Linked DNA regions of Rattus norvegicus: region 2 is linked to region 1. A link is a contact called in public Hi-C data. All regions are on one chromosome and are shown on one strand. Each heading gives the region's core, a stretch centred on a gene start, on an enhancer-like site or on the middle of the called end of the contact. The rest is flanking DNA. Distances are from core to core; before and after follow the strand shown.

The links. A called contact is a pair of places that touch in the nucleus more often than the background predicts.
Region 2: a contact with region 1 is called in a Hi-C map of frontal cortex, with 1.6 times the contacts expected there. The contact joins two enhancer-like sites. A contact is called at or near these places in 5 of 12 Hi-C or Micro-C datasets (Schwann cells, frontal cortex, kidney and 1 more).

Annotation. Positions count from the first base shown.
Region 1 is chr1:239,411,666-239,419,610 of GRCr8, reverse strand. Sgms1 (sphingomyelin synthase 1) reads left to right here. Exons shown (of 10, transcript NM_181386.3): 8 at 2,710-2,863; 9 at 6,934-7,100; 10 at 7,789-7,945. Among named protein-coding and RNA genes, the nearest start is that of Asah2, 63 kb to the right of the region's middle. Within about 2 kb of position 4,355, at least 10 of the 93 cell types and tissues checked have an H3K27ac peak or open chromatin away from gene starts, as enhancers often do.
Region 2 is chr1:239,453,331-239,461,275 of GRCr8, reverse strand. All of the region lies in intron 5 of Sgms1 (sphingomyelin synthase 1), which reads left to right. Among named protein-coding and RNA genes, the nearest start is that of Asah2, 100 kb to the right of the region's middle. Within about 2 kb of position 2,690, at least 13 of the 93 cell types and tissues checked have an H3K27ac peak or open chromatin away from gene starts, as enhancers often do.

The sequences.
Region 1 (7,945 bases), core at 3,106-5,605:
CCTCCCTCTCACTGCACACAGGCTCCCCTCCCTCACACTGCACACAGGCTCCCCTCCCTCACACTGCACACAGGTCCCCTCCCTCACACTACACACAGGTTCCCCTCCCTCACACTGCACACAGGTTCCCCTCCCTCACACTGCACACAGGTTCCCCTCCCTCACACTGCACACAGGATACCCTCCCTCACACTGCACACAGGTCCCCTCCCTCACACTGCACACAGGTCCCCTCCCTCATCACTGCACACAGGCTCCCCTCCCTCACACTGCACACAGGTTCCCCTCCCTCACACTGCACACAGGCTCCCCTCCCTCACACTGCACACAGGCTCCCCTCCCTCACACTGCACACAGGAAAGCCCCCCCCCACACACACACACACTATCACTGTTGTTTGTCTCTCTGTTTTGTCCCACTGTAGCGTTGGTTTCAGGTAGAACTGTCATCTCCTACTCTTACCTTTACTAGACTTGGTGTGAAAAATAATGATCTCCTGGCCCGGGCCCAATTTGGACTCCTTTTCCTATTTCCTTTTCATTCTTAACTAGATCATGTGTAGCTCTTTCTGCATATTTTTCCCTTTTACCAGAAATGGAAATACCATTTCTTTTTCTGAGATACTTGTTTGTTTTTTCCTGCACAGTCATCTCAGCCTCCCAAGTGCTTAGACACCAGGCAGCTACATATAGGTGATGACTTCATCTGGTTATAATTTTTTGGTTTGAGGGGACAGAGTTTCATGGTAGGCTGGCCTTAAATTAGCCAAAAATGCCCTTGAGCTCTGATACTCTCTGTTATTAATTTCCTGCTGTGAAAAATGAGAACTTCCTATCATCTGTACCTTCTTCTCCCTTCACCCTGCCATCTCTGGGACATAGAGTATCTTGTCCTGTCTTCCTCTGCAACTCAGTAGAGAGCACTTACCGGGTTACAGCTCTTCACCCCTAAGCTGTGTCCCTTTCCTGTAATTACTGTACGATAGTTCGTTTCCCACAGAGCCAGTACTTGCCTTGTGCTTTCTTAAGTAGTTCTCTATATATTTATCCATTCTCAACTTAAGCTTTATAGTCAAACGTCTTGGCTAACCCATGAGTTGCATGCCCTCGAAGACTTTTTGTGACTCCATGTTAGAGCCACCCAGCTCTGTGGCTTTCCTTTGTTGCCGTCCTAGAAAGGCCTGCCTCTTCCTTTCTCTACTTATTACCTTGCTTTGTAGAATGCATCCTCTGCAGGTCCTGGATAAGGATACAGACACAGCAAACAGTCTAAAGTCTGGTTTGTTTTTTTTTTTATCTTTATTAACTTGAGTATTTCTTATGTATGTAAAAGAGCTTTAGTTACATGGCTAGATCTAAAACTGGAAATCCTACTGCTTAAGAACTTGAAGCCCAGCCTCCTTCCCCACCCCTCATCCCAAAACAATCTTTTCTTCTAGAGTGCTCTCTAAAAGTCATTTGCATATAGATCTTTCATCTAAAGCTTGGTTTCAATCTCTGGGGACTTTGGCACAGCAGCACTCTGTTCTGATGTGCTGTGACATAAGGCTTTTGGTGTAGGTCCACTTCCTTCTGTTGTGCCGAGCGTTAGGGACGGTCACATCCGCTTTGTGGTCTGGCAGCTCTGCTCTGCCAAATAGAAATCTTAATTGCTGTTTTGTAAAGAAATTATAATGAAACACGCATTTCCAAAGCTGGGATATTAGCAATTAGATGTTGAAAAGGGGATTATGATGATTAAATTGGCTAACTAGACTATAAAAGGATACTGCTGGGACTAGAGAGGTGGCTCAGTGGTTAAGAGCACTTGTGGTTCTTATAGTGTTTGACTTTCCAGCACCAACATGGTGACTTAGAATCATAAATAACTACTGTTCCAGGGGCCCCTCTTCTGACATTCAAGGACACCAGGCACGCACTTGGCAGACACACACACACACACACACACACACACACACACACACACACATATATATATGCAAGCAAATCATCCATGCACATAAAATAAATAAATCTATGAAAAAAGTTTGATGCAAACATTTGCATGCCTTCTTTGATGGAGCAAACACAGGCTGCAACACAACAAAGTGAGTCATTTAAGCCATCCATTACCTGGGTATCCAGCCCAGACTTGCACTGTAGACAGCTAGATTACTTTATAAGCCTCTCTTACTAAAAGGAAGAGTAGTCAGTGTTACCTGTGTAATTTCAGAGGCTGAAAGGGCATCGTTTTGAGTCCCTTGTTCCGTGCTTTTGATCCACTGGCCTCCAGTTACTTTAGCTAGTGACTCAGAACCACTATCTCTCGGGCACACATGCGTTTGCTCAGGATTTACATTTTCTTTGTCCAAAGTAGAAATTACGGTAAATCAACCACAAATTCTTTCTGGTTTATCATAGTAAAACAAGTTGGATTGAGGCACATGGCTTAGTGGTAGGGTCTAGCATGCTTGAGGCCCTGGGTTAGAATCTCCAACCCCAGACCCCTGCTGAAATGTACTATTGAGAAAATTCTAGAGCCAAATATGTGATCACTAGCACTGAGTGCTTTCCAGGGTCTGGCACAAAAATGATAAGCACTGTGTGCTTGCTCGATGAGGAGTATTGATTGCATGTGTCTTGGAGGAGCAGAATACACAGAATAAGCAGGAATGATAGCAATGGTTGGGGTGGACTAACGACGGATCTCCCTTTCTCTCTTCCTCTGTAGCTCTTTGGAGACTGGGAAGCTCAAGTGCGGAGGATAATGAAGCTCATTGCTGGAGGTGGCTTGTCCATCACGGGCTCGCACAACATGTGTGGGGACTATCTGTACAGTGGACACACAGTCATGCTAACGCTCACCTACCTGTTTATCAAGGAGTGTAAGTCTAAACGCCTTGCTTTGCCACTTCTCACCTGCCACGCCCCATGGTCTTTTGGAAAATGAGTTTGGGGAAAGCCCCTTAAAACAGTCTGAGGCCTGAGGAAGCTGCCTTATCTGAGGAAGGCCAGGAAAGCCCTTGGCTACACCTCTAGACAGGGGGTGCCTTGTTTGTGGATATCAGCTATAATGTTTGGGTGGTTTTAAATGTATGCAAATAGAATCATTTACTCAGTGAATATATTTGAAAAATCCTGGCAGGAGGTTTCTGTCCGCTTTGGTCATTTATGTTCCCAGATGAAAAGCACACACAGCCTTTATGTTTTTAGATACACCTTAGGCAGCACAATAGCTGGGCAGTTGCCTGCCCTCCACGCTGTTAGAATCTGCCTTCCTAACAATAACCCCGAGTTATCACTTGCTATGTTTCACTGTTCCATCAGGGCTGCTCTTAGCGCCAGTTGGCCAGCCCACATGGCCACGTTTTCTTTACTCCTACCCCATGCTCTCTCTCTCCCTCCCGCACGTTCTTCTTCCAAGGTGGCTTCTTCCTTCTTTCTCCCTCCTGTTCACTCTTCTAGGCCCACCAAAACTCAGCCCCACCTATCTCTCTTCTGCCAGCTATTAGCTGCCGGACTCTTTATTCACCAACCAGAATTAACTTAGAGGCAGGGTCTAAGGCAGAGGCTACATGCAGACTCCCAGGTCTTGGGTCCCCACTTAACATTACAATAGATAATAAAAGAAAACCTCAACATTTACATATATGTATATGCATATATGTGAGCGCTTATATGTATATATATGTGCATATATATGTATTTGTATGTGTATTAGTATATATATTTGTATATTTGTATATATATAAATATATATGTTGGTTGCATTTATATGTGTATTATCTTAATTAGGGGTTTATTGTTTTGATGAGACACCATGACCACAGAAACTTTTATGAGGGAAACAATTTAATTGAGGGCTGCCCACAGTTCAGAGGTTTATTAGTCCATTACAGCCGTGGTAAGAAGCAGGGTGGTACACAAGGCAGACTTGGTTCTGAAGAGTTAGGTAAGAGTTCTACATCTGGACACACAGGCAGCAGAAAGAGCTAGTGAGTCACCAGGCCTGATTCGAGCTTCTGAAACCTCAAAGCCTGCCACCTCATGTGGTTTGAATATTAAAAAAAAATTAAATATAAAATAAAATAATTTGAATACAAAATAAAAGTATTTGAATACAAACAACCACATGTAAACATGTTCTGCTCTTTTTTACTCTCGGGTTGTTTTGAGACATGAAACCTGGTTCATTCACTTTTAATTGCTATTAGGATTTCAGCCTTTTAATGAACAACAGATGATTTATTTCCCTGGAAAATTCAGTTATCCTCAAAATGTTACTGTTAGAAGTTATTCGGTGAGACAGTCCCCCTGTATGCAGTCCCCACGGAGGGTGATAAGTGAAAGGGGAACACAGAGAACAGACATACCGCAGTCTGGAGTTAGGAGCACTGTAGCTCCTGGACGTGCGTCTGCTGGGAGCTGAGTCAGCGTGGTCATGAGAAAGAAAACGGACAGAGAAGTGGTGCCAAGGTCAGAAGGCACCCTACGCCACAAAGCAGAGCCATGGCTTCCGTCTGCAGCAGATGGGGTGCACTTAGAGTGGTTGGGAACAAGGGAACAGTGTCATCTGATGTTTCCTTCTGAGAAGTAGCTTCAAGAAGTTCTGGTGAGAGCAGGCTAGACCAAGAGACAGTCATGCATAGGAGGTGAGGCTTGACCTCACTCTTGGGGAGAAGTGAAGGTATGGAAGGAAGAACTTGGTGACAGGACAAGCAACACAGAGGAAACAGGAGCAGGCAGGCTGCTCAACCCTGTCTTTGAAACAGAAGTAAAGGAACCATTAAGAAGTGGGATGTTCTGCAGGGGCCAGGAAGGGAGGGAGGCAGGCAGGCAGGGAGGATAGATGCCTCGTGTTTGTTTACTGTGTGATCAACTACAGGGCATCTGACCTTTGTACCACAATATAACCAGGTATAGGGAATGGAAACATTAGGGTTCGATTGCCATAGGCCCTTGGGAATAGGGTGCTCGCCCCCTACTGGTTGTCACCTGAAATTGTTTATCATGTTAAAATTGTACTAGACCATTGGCACCATGCTGTACTGGGAAACTAGGAGAGCTAGCAGGAGTCATAGAACTCTGATTTGGGATCCTGGAACTCTCAGCCCCCAGCATTCTGACAATGGAGAAAAACGTTTAATTTCTATGTGTCTTGTTTCCTCATCTTTAAAATGAGTCTTTATTTCCTGAGTGGGAAGAGGCTATAAAAAGAAAACTAAGTGACATGCATGGATACTCAGCGAGGTTCACAGAAAATGTGTAGTAGCTGTTCTTGGTGTATTGTTAAGGTATGAATATGAGTGGCTGATTCCTGCCCCCAGCGCCCAATTTTAAATTGCAAAAACAACCAAAGGGGAAAAAACCTCTTTCTTCCTCTTCCTTCTGATCCCCTCATGTTTTTCAGTTTTCACCTTACAATATATATATTATATACAATGTATATACAATATACAACTCTGTGATGATAGCCCCTCCCCCCTTCTGGCAAGGGTTCTCCCCACAGAGGCGGGCCTTTGCTTACTGGTTTGTTGTTCAGACATCTCGAGTAGCAGCCGTCCAGGGAATGGTAGATGCACCCTGCCTGAGTGAATGACTGTTGGACCCCTCGAGAATCCAGTAAAAGTCAGCAGTTCCTTCTTCCCTGAAATGAGGACAATAGATCCATTCAAAGCTTTCTCTGAAACCCCAGGCCCTCTAGCCCCCTTCCCATTGAGAATGTGGAATAGAAATCTCAGAGTCGCTCAGATGATGTGTAGGTGGGGAACCTGAAAGCAGGATGGGGTGATCGCAGCGACTATCACTGCATGGTCCGTGTCTAAGCATTTTTGGCACAAACATGAGCTAATCGCCAACGAACATGCCAAACTGGATGGGGAAAGGACCATGAGGTTTCAACTCTACACAAAGAACTGCGGCAATGGAGTAAAGATGGGCGCACAGCGGTCCTCCCCAGGGAAGAACACAGCACCAGACTGCCGAGTGTCAAACCACCAGCCCTGAGAACAGTGCATACAAGGGATAGAATATGGACTCCACGGGTTATAACTAGGAATATGTTCATATACAGACACATGTATGCATGCAATAACTATCACTGGAAAGAGGCCAGGAATTGGAAACAGAGTGGGAAGAGATACATAGGAGGGAGAACTTGGAGGGAGGAAAGAGAAAGGAGAAAACACTAATTCAATTATAGTCTCAGAAATATACATTTAGAAAAAGCATCTGTGGCACAGTAGGTGTTGGATTTACATAAGGCACTTAACCTCAGTTTATAGGCTACGTTTAATTAAAGGCATTGGACGGCCTAGGGAGAGAGCTCGGTGAGTAAATTGCTTGAGGTACCAACCTAGCAATGCATGTTCAGCTTCTTAGCACGCACAGAAATACCAGGTGGGCGTGGCAGCACGCCTGTAGTCCCAGAGCTGGTGTGGGGTGGCGGGGTCCTAGGAGCGAGCTGGGCGGCTGGACTAGCTAACACCCTCGAGACCTTCGGCGGCAAAGAAGGGTAGCGCAGTCAAGAAAGAAACTAGTCAAGCTCTGGCTTCTGCATGTGAGGCATACATACACACATCAGTGTCTATAGCCACACAAACATGCATACACACACTGCACGTGTGCACATAAAAGTGCCAGTGGAGCGTCTTTTACAGATGGAGCTCAACACGCTGACCTGTGCACATTTGGTCATAGTCACCTTTTATGTTACATTTCTGGTTTTATGAAACAGCTTATAGCCCCATATAAATCACTGCCGCTAGTCATAGTTCATTTTAAAAGCCATATCCTGCTGTCTCTAGTTATAGAGAAACAAAAGGTCCTTTAGATTGCTGGCCCATGTAATGGGCTTTCAGGGGGAAACGTGTGAGACGGTTGGTCCTCCAGAATGGCAGGGGCATGGGTGAGTGGTATTTAGAACCAGGACTATTGCAAATGTTTCCTCTTCTAGATTCCCCTCGGCGGCTCTGGTGGTACCACTGGATTTGCTGGCTCCTCAGCGTCGTTGGAATCTTCTGTATTCTCTTAGCGCATGACCACTACACTGTGGACGTGGTGGTAGCATATTACATCACCACAAGACTCTTCTGGTGGTATCACACGATGGCCAATCAGCAAGTGAGTCACCCCCTTCCCTTTGATCTAAGCTTCTCTCGCCCCAGGCTTGGCGCTGCTGGCTGAGGCCAGAGTTCAGAAGTGTTGGAAAGACTGGAAATGTATGGATCCTTCTCACAGTTTCCCTCTCTTAGGAGTCCACTTGTGGTGGTGCTGGCTTTTATAACACCATTCCTCTGCAGAGTCAGCTGTAAAGTGTTAATGTAATTGGCCCAGATACTGCTTTCTTCTGAAACATAGACACCCACTGTCTGTGAAAAAAATATTCTCTAAGCCGGTCTCTGCACTTAGGGTGCATTCCTAACCTCCTTTGGTTATGATGGGGCCGTCACTAGTTTCATAGTTACATTTAATTAAGTTATTAAATAAATTTTATTTATTATATTTATTTATATGTGTTACATTATAAAAATATTATAAATAGATTATATATGTATTCTATAAGAGCACAGGAAGTTAAGATCCAAGGAGAGTGAAGAAGGGCTGGCTGAGATATTTAATAGGCACAGGTTGAGGGAGTCTCAGTTGCCCTTGCTCTGCTGGCGTCTGCTGTGTCCAGGGTATAGTGTGGTGAACTCAGTGAAGCTGGGCTGTGTGGGTGGGTGTGGGGCAAGTCTTTGAATTTTAACATGGGAAATATTTTCAAGGAAAGATAAGATTAAAGAGACATCTGTGGTCTTTGCTTTCCTAGGTGCTGAAGGAAGCTTCCCAGATGAACCTCCTGGCCAGAGTGTGGTGGTACAGGCCATTTCAGTACTTTGAAAAGAACGTCCAAGGGATTGTACCTCGATCTTACCATTGGCCCCTTCCCTGGCCGGTAGTCCACCTTAGTAGGCAAGTTAAATATA
Region 2 (7,945 bases), core at 1,441-3,940, 43 kb before region 1:
ATCCCCAGACTAAGAAGAACTTCCTGTTTCAAAACCGTCCAGTTTGTGCTGTTTGTTACAGCAGCCGCAGGAAAGGCAGACACCAGCCAGGGCCCATCAAGTCTCAACCTGCTTCATGTCAACTCAGAGTCACACAAAGAAAGGGGGCTTCTCTAATAAAAGCACAAACATGGACCAGGAAGTGCTTGGCATGACGGTGTTTGCCTATATACACCACTTGGGAAGCTGAGGCAGAAAGATTAGCACCTGAACTACGCTGAGAGATTCAGACAGGCCGGAGCTTCAGAATGAGATCATTTAGTCTAAACGATGCACTGCAGGATGAGGGGGTGAGGGGAGACCTTCCATCACCAAAGCAGAGTGTGTCAGAACCTTCCCGGGAAACTGTAGAGCTACTCCTCTTAGCAGATAATCATATATTAGTCACACGGCTGTAACAAAAGTCTGTGACAAAGGCAGCTTATGGTTCTCGAGAAAGGGCTAGTTTCTACACACCAGTCAAGGCACAGTCTACCATGGTGGCAGGAGCTTGAGGCAGCTGGTCATCTTGCAGCCACGGTCAAGAGGATGATAATCTGCTCCATTTCCCCTTTGTCTTCAACCAAATACCCCTGCCCATGGAATGGCACCCCTCATAGTTATGGAGGTTCTTAGGTCAACACCTGCTCTGACGCCCCTGGAGATTTGTCTCCTAGGTGATTCTAGGTTCTTTAACACTGGCATCAATATGAGGCACCACAGGCTGTGTGAGACCCATTGCCTTATTCAGCCTATATTCTAGTTGGACTCTGCATTCTAGTCAAGGAAGAACCTCAGGCTACAAAGATATTGAGGAAATAAAAGACAGGAAACAGTAGTAGTATGAAAAGTGATGGTTTAGAGGGGTTCAGCTGATGCAAAGGGTATTTGCACCAAAATATTGAAACAAAGGAGTGAACTGAATAATAAGGAACCTGGGGAGGGTAATCTGAGAGGAGCCTCAAGTGCCAAGACCCTAAGAGACCTGACCCTAACCCAAGATACTGAGAGAAAGCACACCTGGGGCACTTGAGACCTGCTCAGGTGGCCAGTGCGGTTCGTGAGGTGAGCAGATGAGCCACTGTGGCTGGAAGGGAGCTTGAGAGAGGTGGGGATGTAGGTGGCAGGGACCCGAGCTGGGACACTGAGTGTGACAGAGTCTCAAGCCTTTCTGTTAATGGCTACAATCGACAGGATCTGAACACAGACGCAATAAGTGGTTAAGGCGGAAGTGGGAGCATCCCGTAGTAGGAGTGTTATGGGAGATCGATTATGTGTCAAGGAAAAACTGATGGATGGGCTCCTATAGACTGGAGGGGGCATGAGATGATGGGCATATGCACATTTTGTCAGAGAAGAAGATGGGTGGGATCTCCTGTTACTAAGATAAAGGAAACACGCAGAAGGGAGAAGTTTTTAAAGAGCAGGAATTCCATTTTACCATTTTAATGTAGTTGAGTAAAATCTATGACATATTCATCCCTGGGGCTTACAGAATGCCAGCAAGCAGCCCTTTGTACCCAGTAGGTGCTTTGTCAGTGGTGTAATCTTCAGTCCTTAGCTCCCTTGATGCTGGCTCTCTGAAAGGGAAAAGCTCATTCCACTTATAAATAGATATGTGCGAGCTGAGTCTTAGTGCAGTGGATGTGGCACTGGCCTGCCAGAGCTTTGGTAATCTTGCCACCCAGAACTCTCTGAGGACCTGAGACTCTCCTTTCAAGGACATGGTATGATTTCTCTGTTTCTCTGACATGTAAGCCCTGGTTTGTAATAGATACTTTCGGGGATGTCATTCTCGTGTTATGGTAAGAAAATAGTTCCCAGTAAATCTGGAAAAGCTGTTTGCTATCCTAAGGTGCTAAATTCTGCCTTCCTCTACACGCTCTAATACCCTCCCTTCTTTCTCCCATCCTCTCTTTCTTTTCCATTAATGAAGATTAAACTGAGGGCCTTGCAAACACTAGGCAAGTGCTCAGCCACTGACCTAAATCCCTAGCCCTTAAAAATCTGATTAGATAACACCCCAAAGAGGATTTAGACAGGCATTGAAAAGAGTGAGGGCTTCATTTTCTATAAAAGATAAGATGCTTACAGTTAGAAATGTTCAGTTTTTAATTCATTGCTGTTCAGATAATCTATAATTTTGGTATAATGTCAGTTTCTGTGTTTCTTTATGACAAAGAATGAAAACTCTGGGACCCTCCGGGAGCCTTTCCTGTTGGGAAAAGCAGTGGGATGATTAATTCCTTCTGTAAAGTTAAGACATCCAGGGATGTTTTTGCTGAGGAAGGAGCTTACATCTGTCAGTAGAACATCTGCTGGCGTACACAAAGCCATGGTTCTGTCTGCAGTAGTCAAAAAACAAAACCAACCAACCAACCAACAAACAAACAAAAACAAAAACAAAATTGGCTGTGGATCCAAAGCCTGTAATCCCCTCAGCCGAGAAATAGAGGCAGTGGGCAAGAAGTTCAAAGCCATCCCAGGCTACAGAGGAGTCTGATGCCAGCCTGGACTACTTGAGATCCCCTCTCACTTAAAAAAGAAGAGGGGGGAGGGAGTGGTGAGAAGGAAAAAGAAATAAATACATTTTTGAGCCCACAAGATAGTCCAGTGGGTAAAGGCGCTTGCCCACAAGGTGCTTGCCCACCAAGCCAGATGAACCCGGGAACCATGAGGTGGAAGAAGATAAGGTATAAGTTGTGTTTTGACCTCCATACATACCCCTGGCATGCATATGCCTACCCTCAGCCACACAAAATAATAAAGAAATGCAGTGCACTTTTTAACAGAATAAGCAAGCTTTAAGCCGGAGCCCTCGAGCCCTCAGGTTTTTACCTCTCCTGCTGTGGTAGTCTGACTAAGAAGGGCTCCCACTGACTTAGTCACCAGGGAGTGGCACCATTTAAAAGGATTAGGACGTGTGTCCTTGTTGGAGGAAGTGTGTCACTGGGGTGGGCTTTGAGGTTTCAGTAGTCCAGGCCACACCCAGTGTTTCCTCCAGAGCAGGATATAGGTCTCTCTGCCCCAGCACCTGCGTACAAACTAATCATGGTAGTAAGGAATCAAATCTCTGAAAGTGCAAGCCAGCCACCAATGAAATGCACTCTTCCTTAAGAGCTATCTTGGTCATGGTGTCTCTTCACAGCAACCGAGCAGTGATGGAGGCACCTGCTGAAACAGATTTAAAAGCAAGAAGTGGCGTGATTCTGGTCTGCACATAGCTCGGAAGCAGAAACCGGAAACAGGGTGGCAGTTACAGACTCAGCCGTCCATCTAAGACAGAGAGGGCTACTGTGACAGGTAGCCATGCAGGATGCGTTTTTGTTCTAAGAACCAGATTTCAAAGAGAGGAATCACAGTCAGGGCTGGGGGTGATGGGCTCCACACAGGTGCAACGCAGAGGCCAGGGCGAAGTCTGGCGAAGTCTGGCGTTGCCCGAGCCTTGGTGATGGAAGTAGGCATGAGGGATGGCTTCAGCAGTGGAATGCACGGGCCTGGGATTTGGGCAACACCGTCTCTCGTTTACATGGTTCATCTTCGCACCTCAATAACCAGAGCATAACTTCTGCCAGTGTGTAGTTGTTTTTAGCTAGTGAGATTGAACTTGGTGTGTGTGTGTGTGTGTGTGTGTGTGTGTGTGTGTGTGTGTATAGCCCAATATGTGGTAAGTGTGTTATACATGAATACAACTAGAAGATTCCTATACCCTGTTTATTTAGACTCTTTATCAGATTCTGAAAGGCATTTCATATTTGTGATCTATATCATTAAAACCTGTGATTGTATTGCTTATCTTTTTATTTGGAGTATGTCGTCTGTAGCTTTAAAGCTGTGATTTATACAATCGTGCTTTGACTGATAAAGACTTTAAACACGTGTGAACCTGAGAAAACATTTACACTAACTTTGAACTTCTGTCCTTTCCTTGTAACACACCCTAGTGGTGGACACGCAGGGCTTCCTAAAAGGACAGAGCTTATTCGGTCCAGTGGAGAAGAGGCCTACCCATGCTTCTTGAGATTTATCTATTCGAAATTATTTTAGCATACCTTTTGTTAACAAGTTTTACAGCTTATATGTTTATAATTTAATTGTAAACCATTGATTAACGGTCTCATTTTATTGCACTGAGGGAAAGCTTACTAAAGTTTTATGTAAGACAAGGATGAATTTCCAAAGAACCTCTTAGGGCTAATCTCCCAAGTAAATGATGATCTCTGTTATTTAGGCTTTTTATACTTCCTTGGGGTCCTAGAAATGGTCTTGTGAGATTGCAGAATAGTTCAGCTATATAAAAAGAACTATATTGCTAATGTACGTTAAAATACATAAAGGGACTGGAAAGACAGTGTCAATTGATGGCCCAGAAAACAGAGGCTGCCTCTTGCAGTCTCACTACCTTGTTGGACTCTTGTTGGAGGTACACTCCAGTGTCCTTTAGAACCTGGAGGCCGCTGGGGCGCTGGCCAGCTCATTACCGCTATGCTGCCCCCTGGTGGTTGATACCTAAGCTCAAGGGCAGTCTCTTGGCAGCGTGATTCTGTGCTGTGCCGAGGCTTTGCATCCTGAGTAAGGATCTCAGCTGAGCTTCGGGTTTATTTGTCTTTGTTTTTCTAAAAAGAACTGTTATTTAGGAACTGTTTGTTTTTAAATACTGTTAAAAAGAGGCTCAGAGAAATAAGCGTTAGATGGTTTTGATTCCCAGATCTTAGAACGGAGGAGTCACTGACACTAGGAGAGAAGCCGGTGAGTGGTTGCTTATGTTTGGGAGCTGGTACACCTGCTTCCTGGAAGAGACCCAAGGCTGGTGTGGTGTAGGTGTGCAAAGGGAGAGATCTGCCCTTGCTTTCCCTGAAGTCCTCCACCCTTCGTCTGACCACGAAGCCTAGAGGAGGAGAGCCGAGCACAGAGGAAACCTAGTCGCAGTGCTTCCGTGGCCGCCGGTGCCCACAGCATGCCCCGAAGAGCAGTCCATTCAGAAGCCCCCTTAGAATGGACTCTGCTCTGAAAACAGTTTGAGCTTAACTGGCTGTCAAAGAAGCACTCTAAGTGTATTTGGGGAGAGATGCTTGAACTTGATTTCTCCTATCCGGGTCTGTGAGTTGTTGCTAATTTTAAATCCGGTATCAGTCCCCAAGGTCATGTTCTTTAAATGAGGTTCTCTGCCTGCATCCGTGGATCACGTTAAGTGTGGTTTGGTAGACTTTCCTCAGTGAAATGGAAGACTTTAAATTAACCAACTCGGAGGTATTTCTGTTCCTCAGTCCACTAGGGAAACTTACTTTGAACACATAGAATATAAAGGATTTTATATTAATTAGAGAACCATTCTCTGCCTGCCTGCATCACATTTTGACACGGGGTAGTCTTCAGCCATAAGACAGCTGCTTTGACTGTTGGTGGCAAATGTGCGGATTATGGCACCAGATTTCCAAAGTTCATAGATCGTTTACAGCCATACTTCACAGTCAAAACAATATATTTGAAGAAAAAAATTCTTTAAGAAGAGTAATTTATAAACCAAAATGTTTAATCTTAGAGGACATTCTGATATTGTGTGAGAGTGGGGAGGGATGTATTTGAAATCACCTTAGGGAATCCAGAGGGATTCTTACTGTGTGAACGATATATGTGTTAATTACCTGAACCATTATTTCCTGTTTATCTGGCACTAAAGGACGTACACTCACAGTTCTGCTTGTAGATGGCAGTAACAGACTGAGTGGGAATGTTTTGAGTCTGGTACGGAAGGGAGTCAAGGACAGGGCCTGCACGTTATGACTAGAGCGATGTGGAAGAAAACACAGCCAAGCTGAAAACAGGATGGACCATTTGTCTATCTTTTTGCTTCGCTCTCTTTCCCTAATGTGAAATAATAATGAAATATTATATGTTTTCAGCTGCCGTTTTGGGATGCTTGGTGTACCCTTTAGGTTTGGCAAATTGTGTCCCTTCTACTTCCCATTTTGTTGTTGGTGGTGGTTGTTGTTTTATGGGCTTTTTCCCCCTGAGACAAGGTCTAAGTATGTCGCTCCAGCTGTCCTGGAACTCACTATGCAGACCAGGACAGTCTCAAATTCAGAGATCAACCTGCCTCTGCCCACCAGGTACTGAGTGGTTTCTATGACTAGTTCTACACTGAAATCACTACACAGTTTTAAAAGATATCTCCTTTTTTTTTTCCTTTTTGTATTTTCTTGGGCAGTGTTATGTGAGAAAATTTTCCCGCAGGATTTAAAAGCCACAAACACATGCATGTGCACACACAAAGTCTGCTCACCACCAAAAGGGACCCAGTGGCAGCCCTAAGTAATTATTGCAGCCGAGTCCAGCTTGGGGTTGCTCACAGGAATCTGGGTGAGGGGTTCTTTCGGGGTCTCAGCATTATATGCACTTCAGAGCCCTCCCCTCTAGCAGCTGTCTGCTGCCCCTTCCAAGGTCAGCCTTCCCAGGACTGTGACGCTTACTCCCCAGGTCTCATAACTGCTCTCCTCCCGGATGCTCCTTGGAAGGCTGTTTGAGTGACTATATCCACTTAGAACACTTGGTTTTCTTTACTGTAGTACTGGGAACTGAAGTCAGGGCCTCACATATACCAGGCGAGCACTCTGCCTCTGGCAGTACACTACCCCTATATTCCCAACCCCCGTCAGTTTAAAAAATAAATAACCTAAGCCAGTTGACTTTCTTCCCCACAACCTTGGTTTACTTTTGAGGCAGACTAGAGCTACACACACATGCTTTTATGTTCAGCTAATAAAGCTCAATGCATAGAGATCTGAAAGAACGGAAAGGCCGAGAGTGAAGTGTGGTGGGAGTGGAGACACACTTTTGGCTGGATGGGATTTGCGCTGTGCACATCTGCTCCCTCGAGAGCTGCTGGAATTTGAAACATTAGTTATGTTCTATGTCCAGTGTCATTAGAATGAGTCCAAATCCAAGAATGACAGACTATCAGGCAGACAGTATAGGGAGGGACTGGGCAGAGGCCGCTGATGGGTTGAGTGAGAAGGGATTCTCTTCAGGCTTTGATAAGATCCCAAGGAAAACTGTAGTGGTGAATATTCGACAGCTAAGCAAGTTCCCATCAAAACCAGCAGGGGAGAGCTCCGTTCCATTCTGTAGCTGCCCAAGTGGACAGATGCTGCCCAAACTCGGCAGTAGGTAATGTAGGTCTCCTGGCTGGTTTCTCTCTGGAACAGCGGGGAGTATCTGCGCCTGGAGTCTTGTCATGCTTGGAGACTTAGGCCTTAGTTTTATCTTTGTTGGTGGATCGACTCTCTTCTCAGTACTATTTTTGGACTTGAGGGATTTGGGGTTCTGTTAGCAGAGTCTAGTTATGTCATCAAGCCCGTTTCCTACTTCTACAGAAGGCCGGTGTAGGAGGCATGTTTCCAACTTACAGTGCAGCCTTCGTATTTTAAAACAAGATACTTAGAAGAACAACAAAAGGGTTTTTTTTCTCTTCCAGACAAAAGTAAAATGTGCTTCTCAGAGAGAGTTAAAATACTGGGAGGAAAGAAGCAGAACATTATGTTATAATTCTGTTATCCCAAGACAAAAGGCACTAACAATGCCTTGACTTTGATTCCATGGTATTTATTATACATTTGTGTTAACAAAATTGATATTGTTTTGTAGCTGGTGTTCCCATCATAAAACTCTAAATATCACTATAAATCTAGAAATGTGGTACAATCTTTTCTAGGTACTTAGTCACCTGTGTAACAAATTTTTAATGTATTTCTAATTTTTGTAATAAATGATATCTTGGAATCTCTGATTGCTGAATATTTATGGAAATACACTTTTATGAAATGTCTGGGTTGGGGTAGACTTTGTTCATAGTATACAGCTGCATGACTGCTTTCTTGTCATTATATCCTATTAATTTTGCCAACCAAAAGTCACCTTCCCCTTGTAC